Regions from separate parts of the Sus scrofa genome. Here region 2 is linked to region 1. Evidence: chromatin contacts called from public HiChIP or PLAC-seq data. All regions are on one chromosome and are shown on one strand. The core of a region is the stretch at or near the end of the contact, and the rest is flanking DNA. Distances in the headings are between cores, read along the strand shown. Region 1 overlaps CDK14 (cyclin-dependent kinase 14). Region 2 overlaps CDK14 (cyclin-dependent kinase 14).

The links. HiChIP or PLAC-seq counts read pairs in DNA pulled down with a chosen protein or histone mark.
Region 2: a contact with region 1 is called in an H3K27ac HiChIP or PLAC-seq map of alveolar macrophages. The contact joins two enhancer-like sites. A contact is called at or near these places in 1 of 47 Hi-C or Micro-C datasets (embryonic fibroblasts) and 1 of 2 datasets of contacts at active chromatin or transcription factors (alveolar macrophages).

The regions. Positions count from the first base shown.
Region 1 is chr9:70,895,532-70,901,697 of Sscrofa11.1, reverse strand. The region is part of intron 5 of CDK14 (cyclin-dependent kinase 14); the gene reads right to left. Among named protein-coding and RNA genes, the nearest start is that of CDK14, 220 kb to the right of the region's middle. Within about 2 kb of position 2,852, at least 20 of the 83 cell types and tissues checked have an H3K27ac peak or open chromatin away from gene starts, as enhancers often do. A contact at or near this core is called in alveolar macrophages, where this site is marked.
Region 2 is chr9:71,081,641-71,087,806 of Sscrofa11.1, reverse strand. The region is part of intron 10 of CDK14 (cyclin-dependent kinase 14); the gene reads right to left. Among named protein-coding and RNA genes, the nearest start is that of FZD1, 260 kb to the left of the region's middle. Within about 2 kb of position 2,681, at least 1 of the 83 cell types and tissues checked has an H3K27ac peak or open chromatin away from gene starts, as enhancers often do. A contact at or near this core is called in alveolar macrophages, where this site is marked.

The DNA of each region.
Region 1 (6,166 bases), core at 1,603-4,102:
TAGCAGATGTGGCTCGGATCCCGTGTTGCTGTGGCTCTGGTGTAGGCTGGTGGCTACAGCTCCGATTAGACCCCTAGCCTGGGCACCTCCATATGCCTCAGGAGCAGCCCTAGAAAAAGCAAAAAGACAAAAAAAAAAATAAATAAATTTAAAAAAAAATAAAGAAATCTTCTTCTCCCAACTAGAGAAAAGTTAACAGTCTTCAAAAATCTGGAAACTCTCAAAAGACTGGTTTTCTACATTAATATATGCATTTTAAATGACCATTTAAAAATCTTGAAGAAATGTCTTCTCTTTCTCTAAAGGATACAAATTGCTTAGAGTGATTCTATGAACTCAGAGGGCCCACAGCAATTCAAAGGAAGACAGTTCCCTATATGTTTATGTCTATGAAAAAAAAAAAATGTTTTAAATCACACTCACCAGAGAAAAGAAAACCATGAACTGCCCTTATTAAACATGAGTTATCTAAAACAGGCTTTTAATTCACAGGGATGTGTCAATGTGTATATTCATGTGCATATATACAGAAAGGGCTGTATCTTGGAAGTATCAGCACTGAGAAAAGCTTCTGAGATATCCTCTGGGTCACGTGTGCATAATAAGTCATTTCAGTTACTTTCTCGTAAACAAAGAAAAATAAACATTCTTCATAAGAAAGGTCTGTAGGTTCGAAAATCTCGGCTCTTGACTGTCCTCTCAGATTTGCTTTCACACTATACTACATCTCTGAAATGCAAAAGGCCTCCAATGACACATAAAGCTTCCACTAACTACTCCAGGCAGAGACCAAGGCAATACATCACCATACTTAAGGATTTGCCTAGATGCTTTATGAAGCCCCAAAGCAATACACAGGTTTATCAAATCACTAAAATAATATACTCATATATTTTTCTAGTCCTATTTTTGCTCCAACTATAGCAATATGTATAATAACACAGCAGCAAATGAAGAACTGGGGTAACAAATTATGTGCATCTATACACACGAAAAATTATTGACCATTTGCGCTTGGGGCTTTTAAGATTTTTCTTTACCCAAAACATTATAGATTGATAAAAGTTTTACTTAAAGAAGTAAGGCAAGAATTCCTGTTAAACTCTGCAGGTTAATACCAGGAATTTTTCCATCTCACGCATAAAATTCAAAGTTGACAGAAAACAGTCTTAACAAACCAAGTTTATTATCCCTAATTTGCTCATATTTTTATGACTTTAATGGTTTAGGTAAATCTGAAATTATAACAGCACAGGCTTGTCGATATGTTCAATAATCTACCACTGAGGTAAAAATCTTCTGGAAATTTAAGAAGTATCTGGAAATATAGTTTTTCAAGCTGTAGCTGAGCTACCAGAGATCTCCGATTCTGAAAACTTTCAAGTATGCATTTGAAAACAAAATTGTATGATAAGCAGCTGTTTTCCTGTTTTTCCATTTTCAGTTTCATTTAGCTCCCCGATAGAGCAACACATTAAAAGTATTTTCTTTCACATGAATTATTCCACTGTGTACAGTATCAAAAAGTTCTGCAATATTAATCACCTTAAAATTAGCAGGATGTCTAGTATTGGTTAATCTATGTTTCCAGCAGTTAACTGGTCATGGGTGAATCCTTCTAGGCCAGTTTTCTAACACACTCATGATTCTGTTAGAGAGGACTGCAAGGGTTAGGCTAAGAAAGGAAATTTGAGCAGGAATTGGGGTACTGATTTGTGTGGCTCAGGGCCCATCAAGTACAAACCACTTAAGGTTAAGTCTTAATCTCTGTGATCCTGCCTCTAGGAAGTGGTACATCCTAGTGTTGCAGGATGTATTGTAGAGTCAGATGGACTTGGATTTGAATCTACCTGGTAATCAATTCCGTGGGTTTTCAACCTGCTGGTTAGAATGGGTATATAGTGGGAGTTATTATCCCTATAACACCATCAACCATCTGGACTATTCCAAACGTATTAACGTAACAGGGGCAAAGAGAAGGACCGATTCCAGATCCAAATCAACCCTGGAAGTCTCTGAGAAAGGAGAAACATTTAGCTGTTTCCCACAGGCTCTCAATGTTTTAAATACAATTAAAGGCCTTTAGAAAGCAATGTAATAAAAAAAACTATTTATTAAATGCCTATTACACATTTAGGCTTTTTAAAATACCACCCAGGTCATCTTAAATAAACAACCCCAACCAATTCACTGCTTATCATGGAAACTGCTTCAAATTTCCAAAAAAAAAAAAAGCCCCAACAGAAAAATTAGTCCTGGTCTTCATCAGGAAGATTTTATAATTGTAGGTTCTTCTGTGAAACCAAGTTGTTATCATTAAAACTGACCCCTGCTGCTGGTTCTTGCCCACACTAGCCTTAAACTTTAAAACAGAAGGAAGACATATCAGTTCACGGATGAGAGAACCACTGCCAAGTTCTTGATTACTTCCTTTAATTCTTTTTCTTGGGCCCTGTTCAAACTGTTAGAGCCTTCAAAAAGTGCTATTATCAACCCAATTCTTATGAGTATACGCAGGAACTTGACTGAGATGGCATGTGTCCAAAAAATATCAACAACCTACACTAAAATTTCCCTTCACTTTTTACTTGGAAACTGTTTCCACAGTAAACTATAGGGTACATTTTTTCTCCACATATGGTATGAATTTTCTTTTTTGAAAAATTACAATAGGAATTATTTGATGGGTCTTGTGAAGAGTTCCACCACATTCCAAAATGTCAAAAGAAAATGAGAAATAGAGAAACACTGAAATGACGTTATCTTTTTGGCATGTCCCTCCAAGATCAGTTATAATCTGTGGTGAGAGCTGCATTTTCAAGATGTGATTCAATGCCAACTCTCAGTGATGACTCAACAGGACATGCACTCCAGGCCTAACTCTCATCTTGGTAGTTCAAACTACCTACTGAACTCTCTAGGACACAGTTTTGTTCTTTTGTAAAATGAAGGAACCAGATGACATACTCAGTAAAGTTCTTCTCAGCTTTAAAATCCTATGATTTGGTGAATTCTACTGGAAAAATGGCTATCATCTCACATTCAGCATATGTAACATTGATACAATCCCCCTGGCCAAAAAACCATGGCCAACTCTGACTTTCTGTTTCCATAAATGGTTCTATCAACTTCAAACTCACTCTTGCTTATTAAGACATTCAAATCGTTCTTAGTTCCTCATTGATCCCCCTCAGCTGGACACATTCTTCCTTTTCAGTGTCTTGTTCTATCTCCCCTTTCTCCGGCTTCCTGGCATTCTCTTACATGGTTCTCTTGGTTTCTTCCTACGTACCCCAGAAGCCCAGGCCATATTAATGACCCAGGGTCAACAAAGAACCACAGAGTAACATAATGGAGTAACAAAAAAATTTTCTTTTGAAACAAAATAGAAGTCCTAGGAACTAAGACTTTGTCCAGGACAATACTGAAATTATCTTTTAGTAGATTATCAGTGAACACAAGAACAGCTAGAGTTTTCACCAGAAAACATTTAAGAACCATCCACATACCCCACTGTGAAGAGACTTAATTTCCTAAATGGAGGTCAAAATGGTAATGTTGAGAAAGGGGGGAAAAGGGGATATTTCCCACCTTAGCCACCCATCCTAGCAGGTGTGCCTTTCTCTGTTCATTTCTCTTTATATGAAGCCTACCTATCTACTCTGTTCTGAATGTTTGTGTTTCCTTCACCCTCAAGAAATTCATGTTGTGATCTTAATCCCCAAAGGGGATGGTACTAGTAGGTGGGGCCTTTGGGAGGTGATTAGGTCATGAGGGTGCTGCCCTCATGAATGGAATTAATGCTCTTTAAAAAAAGAGATCCTGGAGTTCCTGTTGTGGCTCAGTGGTTAACGAATCCGACTAGGAACCATGAGGTTGCGGGTTTGATCCCTGGCCTTGCTCAGTGGGTTAAGGATCCGGCATTGCCGTGAGCTGTGGTGTAGGTAGCAGGTGTGGCTCAGATCCCGCGTTGCTGTGACTACAGCTCCAATTCAACCCCTAGCCTGGGAACCTCCATATGCCATGAGAGATGAGAGCAGCCCTAGAAATGGCAAAAAGGCCAAAAAAAAAAAGAGAGAGAGAGAGATCCCACAGAGCTCTCTAGCCAATGCCACCACATGAGGATACAATGAGAAGTCTTCAATCTGGAAGAAGGTCTTCACTCAACTACCCTGCCAGCCCGATCTTGGATTCCCAGCCTCCAGAAATGTGAGCACTAAATTCCGCTGTTTACAAGTTTCTCTATTTTGTTAACAGCAGCCCGAACCAACTGAGGTGCTATCATTTAAGCTCAGCTGACATTTTATCTCTTCCATGGCCACACCAGAGATGTCTTTCTTTTCTAATTAAAAAACTACTTGGCCCTTTTTATTACTGTTAAATTCCACTGAAACACTACCTGGACTCTTGGTTAGTTGCATTTTGGTGGAAGCAGGGAAAGAGCTGGGCCATGACTAGTCAATGCTGGCTTCATACCACAACCCTCAGAATATAAAGGGCCCAGAGTTTGTCAATGGTTTACAGCTGAACACAACTGACCACACCATAAAGTATAATGTAGTAAGTGCTAAAAGATAACTACATAAAGCAAACAACAACGAAACAAGCAAGCACAAAGAGCACAAAAGGAAAGTGATTATTTTTGTAAAAGCCAAAAAGGTTTCGGGGAAGAGACAGGATTTTAACAAGATCTTAAAAGACGGCCAAAGCAGAGCTGGAGAGGGTTGGGAGAACTCAGGCTTGAGAAGGGCAAGGAATATTCCTTTCTCTAAGATACAGCTTCTCTGGCTGCTTCTCCACTATGGAGTCACACTAGATCAACCTATCGGTTACCATTTGCAATCAGTTTATGGCATGCCTAAGTTATACCATGATTTTTTGCTTCTGCTGGGTTATTTTATCTCACTGAACAAACAGCGTGTTGTGATTAAAGCTATTTGTCAAAAACTGACAGCAATGATACATGGCTTTAACGGTTCTTCAGCGCAACCTTAGAGGATATCTTTTTCCTTCTTCAAAGTGGTTAGGGCAGGTCAGTTCAGCACATAGAGGCTGCTCCTACTCCTTGTCCTCTGTTTTCCTGGAATAATGAAGCCTCTAACATCACTGATGTCAACATTGTTAACTAGAAGACAATTTCTGACAACAGAATAGGAACGAATTTTTTTTTTTTTAATAAGTTCTGATGTAGAATGTGGTCCATGTTTCTTGCAATGACAGGACAGGCTGGGTAAGACCAACAAGAGACCCTCAAAATCTTCCTTTCTGACTGTCACTAGAACATAACTCTGGTGTCACCTCTTTCATCATCAGTTTAAAGGCTCTTTGACTTAAAAACAGCTTCCCTCCTACTCTTTCCCCTCTATAGACATTTGTAATTAGATACTATAATTCCACTGATAACATGTTTATCTTTCTCCAGTCATCAATTTTAAGATCTCTGAAAATAGGAGGTTATGTTCAACAAAATAAGTCTTATTTCAGATAAAAGCAACATAGTTTAGAGAAGTTGGAATAAAGAGGAATAAAGATTTTCTAGATTTAACAATAAATAACAGCATTAGTTGATAATTAAAGATTTAATCAGTCTCCAAAAGCAACAGAAATAAAAGCAAAAATAAACCAATGGGACCTAATCGAGCTGACAAACTTTTGTACAGCAATGGAAACCAAAAAGAAAACAAAAAGACAACTTACAGAATGGGAGAAAATAGTTTCAAATGATGCAACTGACAAGGGCTTAATCTCTAGAATATACAAACAACTTATGCGACCCAACAGCAAAAAAGCCAACAACCCAATGGAAAAATGGGCAAAAGACCTGAACAGACATTTCTCCAAGGAACTTGTGCAGATAGCCAACAAGCACATGAAAAAATTCTCAACATCCCTGATTATTAGAGAATGCAAGTCAAAACTACCATGAGATACCACCTTGCACCAGTCTGAATGACCATCATTAATAAGTCCACAAACAACAAATACTGGAGGGGGTGTGGAGAAAAGGGAACCCCCCTGCACTCTTGATGGCAATGTAAGCTGGTACAACCACTATGGAGAACAGTATGGAGGTACCTTAGAAATCTATATAGAACTACCATATGACCCAGCAACCCCACTCTTGGGGCATATATCCAGAAAAAACTTTCCTTGAAAAAGACACATC
Region 2 (6,166 bases), core at 1,432-3,931, 190 kb before region 1:
CACAGGTCTGACTGAATAATGATTTCTATATTATGGATGCTGTGCCTGTACTCTCTAGGTTTTTAGGTTTCCACATCAGGCCAGAAAATTTAAAACACACACAACATTTCCAAGCATATGACATGCATCTTTTAAAGGGGAATTTCTTAACCAGCAGGACTCATTAATCAGGGTCTCCTTGTTGGCCTGAACGCAGAGTTCCATCCTTGGAGACTCTGATTCTAACAGCCCTGAGTGGGGCCTCTGAATGTGTAATCAGGGAATGATTCTCAAGTCAACCTCATGCACACTCTTGGTTATGAATCAGAGCAGAAACAACCTAAAAACTGGAAAACAAGAGTATCTCCATAGAAGAGTCAGCAGATTTAGGATTTAGTTTCAGTTCTGTCATTTATTGAACACATCTTCTTAGACAAATTCATATAATCTCTGAGGATAAGTTTTCTCAGCTATAAAACAGTAGTAACAGTACCTACTCTTTCTTGGGCATGGGTTCAAAGGAGCTGTCTTAGTTACCGATCACTGTGGAACAAGCTACTCCAGAACCTTGTGCCTTCAAGTGACAAACATGTTATTATCTCATGATGTCTTTTTTAAATTATTTTTGTCTTTTTTTTTTTTTTCTTGACTTTTCTAGGGCCGCTCCTATGGCATATGGAGGTTCCCAGGCTAGGGGTCTAATTGGAGCTGTAGCCACCGGCCTACGCCACAGCCACAGCAACGCTAGATATAAGCTGTATCTGCGACCTACACCACAGCTCACGGCAACACCGGATCCTTAACCCACTGACTGAGGCCAGGGATGGAACCTGCAACCTCATGGTTCCTAGTCAGATTCGTTAACCACTGAGCCACGATGGGAACTCCTCATGCTATCTTTTGGTCAGGGATCCAAGTGTACCTTAGCTGGGTGCCTCTAGCTCCAAGTCTCTCACCAGGTAACATTTGAAGTGTTAGCTATGGTTGTGGCCTCACATATAAAAGTTCAACTTGGGGGATCCACTTCCAAGGTCACTGCCATTGCTGTTGCCAAGCCTCTGGTCCTTACTGGCTGCTGCCTAGAAATGTCAGCCACTTGACTCAAGGGACTGTCCACCTTATGCTAAGTGAAGTTAGTCAGACAGTGAGACACAAATGTCATATTCACTTATATGTGGAATCTGAAAAAAGGATGCAATGAAACTTCTTTGCAGAACAGAAACTAACTCACAGACTTCGAAAAACTTATGGTTACTAAAGGAGACAGGTTTCATGTGGGGAAGGGTGGCGGGGGGTTTGGGATGGAAATTTTGTAAAAACATGGGTTGTGACAATGGTTGTACAACTATAAATGTAATACAATCCATTGAGTTGGGGGAAAAAAAGGGACCCTCCACAGAGCAGCTTACAACATGACAGCTGGCTTCCCTCAGAGCCAGCCAGGGATACAGTAAGAGATTTCTACTTCTTTCTTTCGGTAACATGGTCTCAGAAGTCACATTCCAATTCCTTGTCACAATCTATTCACGAGAAGCAAATCTGTAGGTCCAGCCCACACTCAGGGAAAGGGGGTTATACATGGGAATAAATACCAGGAACCATCACTGGGCATCACTGGAACCATCACAGGAGGTAAAGTGTGATGTTCTGAGGAATTAAAGATGTTCTAAATGGAAAAAAAAAATTCAGGCAGAATTTGAGTTAGAGAAATCTACTTTGGGAATTCCCTGGTGGCTCAGCGGGTTAAGGATCCAGTTTTGTCATTGCAGTGGCTCTGGCTATAGCTGCGGCACGGGTTCAATCCCTGGCCCTGGAACTTCTGCATGCAGAGGGTGTGGGCAAAAAAGAAAATCTGTTTTATGGATAACATTCTGAGAATTTGCTAAGAAGCGTCATCACCTCCTCCCTACACCGCAGATGTGTCACACTATGGCAGTATGTGACCATTTTCTTTAGTCTGACGCATCTGTGAACTTGCTAGTCAAAAAAGGAAGAAAAGGAGAGTGAACAAACAAGGGACCTCATGACCTATGAAATAACACTCTGTGACAATTCACACTTTCATATTCATCGTGGGAAGCAGTACTGCAATGGCTATAAGGAGATGGGATAAACAACAACAATTTTAGAAGCTTGGTAAAATTGTTTCCTAGATTATTTTTTTCCTACCAAGCTGTTATCAGATCCAAATGGTGATATGCCTTAATGGAAATTTACACAATCAATGTGGCAGTTTTAAAACATGGCTCCAGGATTCTTTTTTTTTTTTTTTTTTAATGACCACACTCATTGCTTCAGGACAATTTTTTTTTCTTTCTTTTTAGAGCCACACCTGCGGCATATGGAAGTTCCCTTGCTAGGGATCGAATTGGAGCTGCAGCTACAGGCCTACATCACAGCCACAGCACTGTGGGATCCAAGCTATGTCTGTGACCTACACCACCGCTCATGGGAACACTGGATCCTTAATCCACCGAGAGAGGCCAGGAATCGAACCCACCTCCTCCTGAATACCAGTCGGGTTCCTAACCCACTGAGCCACAAGGGCAACTCTAGACTCTGGCATTCTTGACACTCTTTCCATCTAGAACTGGGGTCTGTGTCCCCTCTCCTTGACTCTGGGTGAGGGTTTGTAACTGCTGTGACTGACAGAGCCACTTCTGAAGCTAAGTTAAGAGGAACCAGGGAGTTTCTCTTTCCTCTTAACTCACCCACTCTTGGAAACCAACCACCATCCCATGAGGAAGCTCAAACGAGCCCACATGGAGAGAACCCACATAGGGCCTCAAGTTGATGAAGGGAGGGGTATGTGGCTGGTTCCCCAACTGCTCCAGCTTCTGATGGTTTCTGCTCCAGCCACTATCTGTCTACAGCCATATTTCTGAAACCATATGAGAGACCTGTAAGTCCAGAACTGCTCGGCCCACTCTTTACTGAATGTATTACCCCGAAACCATGACTGATAATTATAAAATACGACTGCCGTGGACTTCACCCAGAGTTTTGCGATGGTTACATAACATGAGATAACTTCAACAGCCAGGAAGTAATCACATACTGACAATAAAGTCATGTATAAATAAAATGGTAACATAAAAGAGGGCTATATTATATTAAAACATTTTCAAAACATTTAAGACTGTTAGACCACAGATGTGAACCACTGCCTCCAGAAAAGTCTTTGGCAAAAACTACTACAATAGGGAAACATTTACTGCTAGGGTGGATTTGCCTAAAAGCAATCTTGTGTTAATAGGAAAGGAACCATTACAAATCACAGAAATTGGAAACAGAGCACTTCTATTCCTATTATATGTTTCAGACCAACAACTGATTAGCAAATGTGGTCAGAGAACCACCGCCTTCTCTCGTCCTATCAAGTATCATAATACCACTTGGTATTACACCTGCTGCGCAAGTATTACTCATTCCCTTCAACCTGCCCCCAACGCCCTACAGATGCAGCTCACTCTGTCAGCCTCACTGTCCTTTTCATTTAAGTATCATGCACATCAGGACACCTTTGAATTCCTTTTTTTCTCCTCTGCACCATTTATCTATATCTGCCTCTCCTTCCTTTCCTCTCTTCTTTCTCATCTTCCAGAAAAATCATTTCATCCACATTTTCAAAGCACCATCCCCTCCACCCATTTCCTCTTGTCTACTAATCCAGCAAACATGCTTTCTTTTATTTTTGGTGTCCTCTACCTTACAAACATCCTGGTCATTATTTTTAAAATATTTATGACACACAATCAAATTTATAAATCTCAACTTAAAAAAAAAACACCTTTAGGAGTTCCTGTTGTGGCTCAGCAGTAACAAACTCGACTAGTATCCTTGAGGACATGGGTTCGATCCCTGGTCCTACAAGGTGGGTTAAGGATCTGGTGTTGGCATGGGCTGTGGTGTAGGTCGCAGATGCAGCTCAGATCCTGGGTTGCTGTGGCTGTGGTGTAGGCCGGGAGCTACAGCTCCAATTCAACCCCTAGCCTGGGAACTTCCATATGCCACATGTGTAGCCCTAAAAAGAGAAAAAGAAAAACAAAACAAAACACCTTTAAGGTGACATCTGACCCTCTTTACTCAGCCACTTCTCAAGGAGGCTGTCTATACTCAGGGTTTCCATTTTTTTTACTACACACTTACTCTTTAAACCCATTGTAATCTGACTTTAAATATCCAACACCTTTGGAACTATTCTCTCAGAAGTTTCTCAGCACGACCTTCCACTGACTTCACTGTAGTATTTGGGGCAGTTGATCAAGCTTTCCGTCTTGAAATTCTTCTACTTTCTTTTTTGACTTTAAAAAAGCACCCCCTGTCTCTCTTTGAACTCTAGATATTCCTACTCTGTTCTCTTCTCTAAAGTACGGTCTACTCTCTCCAAGACAGAAACATTTCCCACCTTCTCTTATCTACACCAACATTTCTGATGAACTAAATCAGGAAGCCCAAATCTCTTGCTCCAAAAAAATTCCAACTTGAAACACGCAACCGGTATACTTCAAACTCTCTTGCAGATTTGCTCAATCAGATCTCTAAATATTAACCTATATAGGAATTTAATGTTCCACATGAATCAAGGACTTCTCTTATAAGAAAATGTGTTCTATATTGTTGGTCAAAGTAACAAGAGTAGTAGAAATCCCCTTGCTTCAGTAGGAAGAATGATCCTTAGTTCATCAAATCCAGGCTTGAGAACTCTGATTTAAACTTTTCTTTCTTTTTTTTTATTTTTTATTTTATGGTTGAACCCATGGCATATGGAAGTTCTTGGGCCAGGGACTGAATCCAAGCCACAACTGCAGCAACGGCAGATCCTTTAATCCACTATGCCAGGCCAGGGATTGAACCCATGCCTCTGCAGTGACCTGAGCCACTGCCGTCAGGAGAACTATGATTTTAATACACTTATCTTCAAGCACAAACAAGCTGCTATTCTCTCCACCTAAATGCTCTGACCCCTGGTATCTGCATGTCCTGTGCCTTGACTAACATCATTCAATGCACAAGCGTCATGATCCTTCTGAGAAAGAGCTCCCCAGAACGACATATGAAATGTAGCATCTCTCATGCAGCACTCAAGAGACACATTATATATTTATTGGCTCACTGCTCATCTTTCCTCAAAGAAAAACAGGTTCCAAGAGAGCAGGGACTTTGTTTTGTGCACTGCTGTCTCCCCAGAACATGGAAGAGCATTTAGCCCATAGTAACCACATAATAAATATTTGTTGAAAAATGAATAACTTAACAAGGAAGTGAATGATTGAATGAAAATGTCCTCCCATTTATAGAAAGTCTGTAACATTATAAAGTAAATGTAAGAACCTTTAAGTAATATATTTTTGGTAATATATTTTTACCATGTGGACCAACTGAAATCTCTGGGTAACAGCCAGCTAATCTTCAAATAACAGCTTTTTTTGCAAAAAGTAATGTGATTAGCTATTTTATCCTGGAGTATTCCACTGTCCTTGTTTTTTTCTCAAGACAAATGACCTTAAAGAAGTTTGTTTTGTTTTGTTTTCTTGTTAGGGCCTCACCTAAGGCATATGGAAGTTCCCAGGCTAGGCGTTGAATCGGAGCTGCAGCTGCTGGTAACAGCCACAGCCTCGGCCACTCAGGATCCAAGCTGTGTCTACAACCTGCACTACCAGAGCTCATAGAAACACTGTATCCCCGACCCACTGAGTGAAGCCAGGGATCACACCTGCATCCTCACGGATACTAGTCAGATTCGTTTCTGCTGCGCCATAATGGGAACTGCCGACCTTAAAGAAATTTGCTACCAAAATTTCTATTAGCTTATTAGCACAGAACTTTCTTTATAAGACTATCTATCTAATGTCTCCATATGTGAATCACTCCATTTTTATTTCTCTAACACCTTCATTTTCACTGGATCTCTTTTCATCATTTTGCTTCCACACTGACTTCTGTTTTTTTCACAGAACTCTGGACCTGGGAGGACCTTAAGATACCGTTAGCCCAGGGGTTTCCAACCTTTCTTTCAGCTGTGAGACTGATTTCACATAGAAAATCTTAATGAAAGCAGAGCCAGGAGTGGAGGGGCTGGGACGTGCCCACCTTAAGGCTGCACTCACCTTCACTCCAGCACCCCCAAGCCTCTGAGGAGAATCATAAGTCTCCTCGGAAAACCATGGAGAGTCTAAACTTCCCT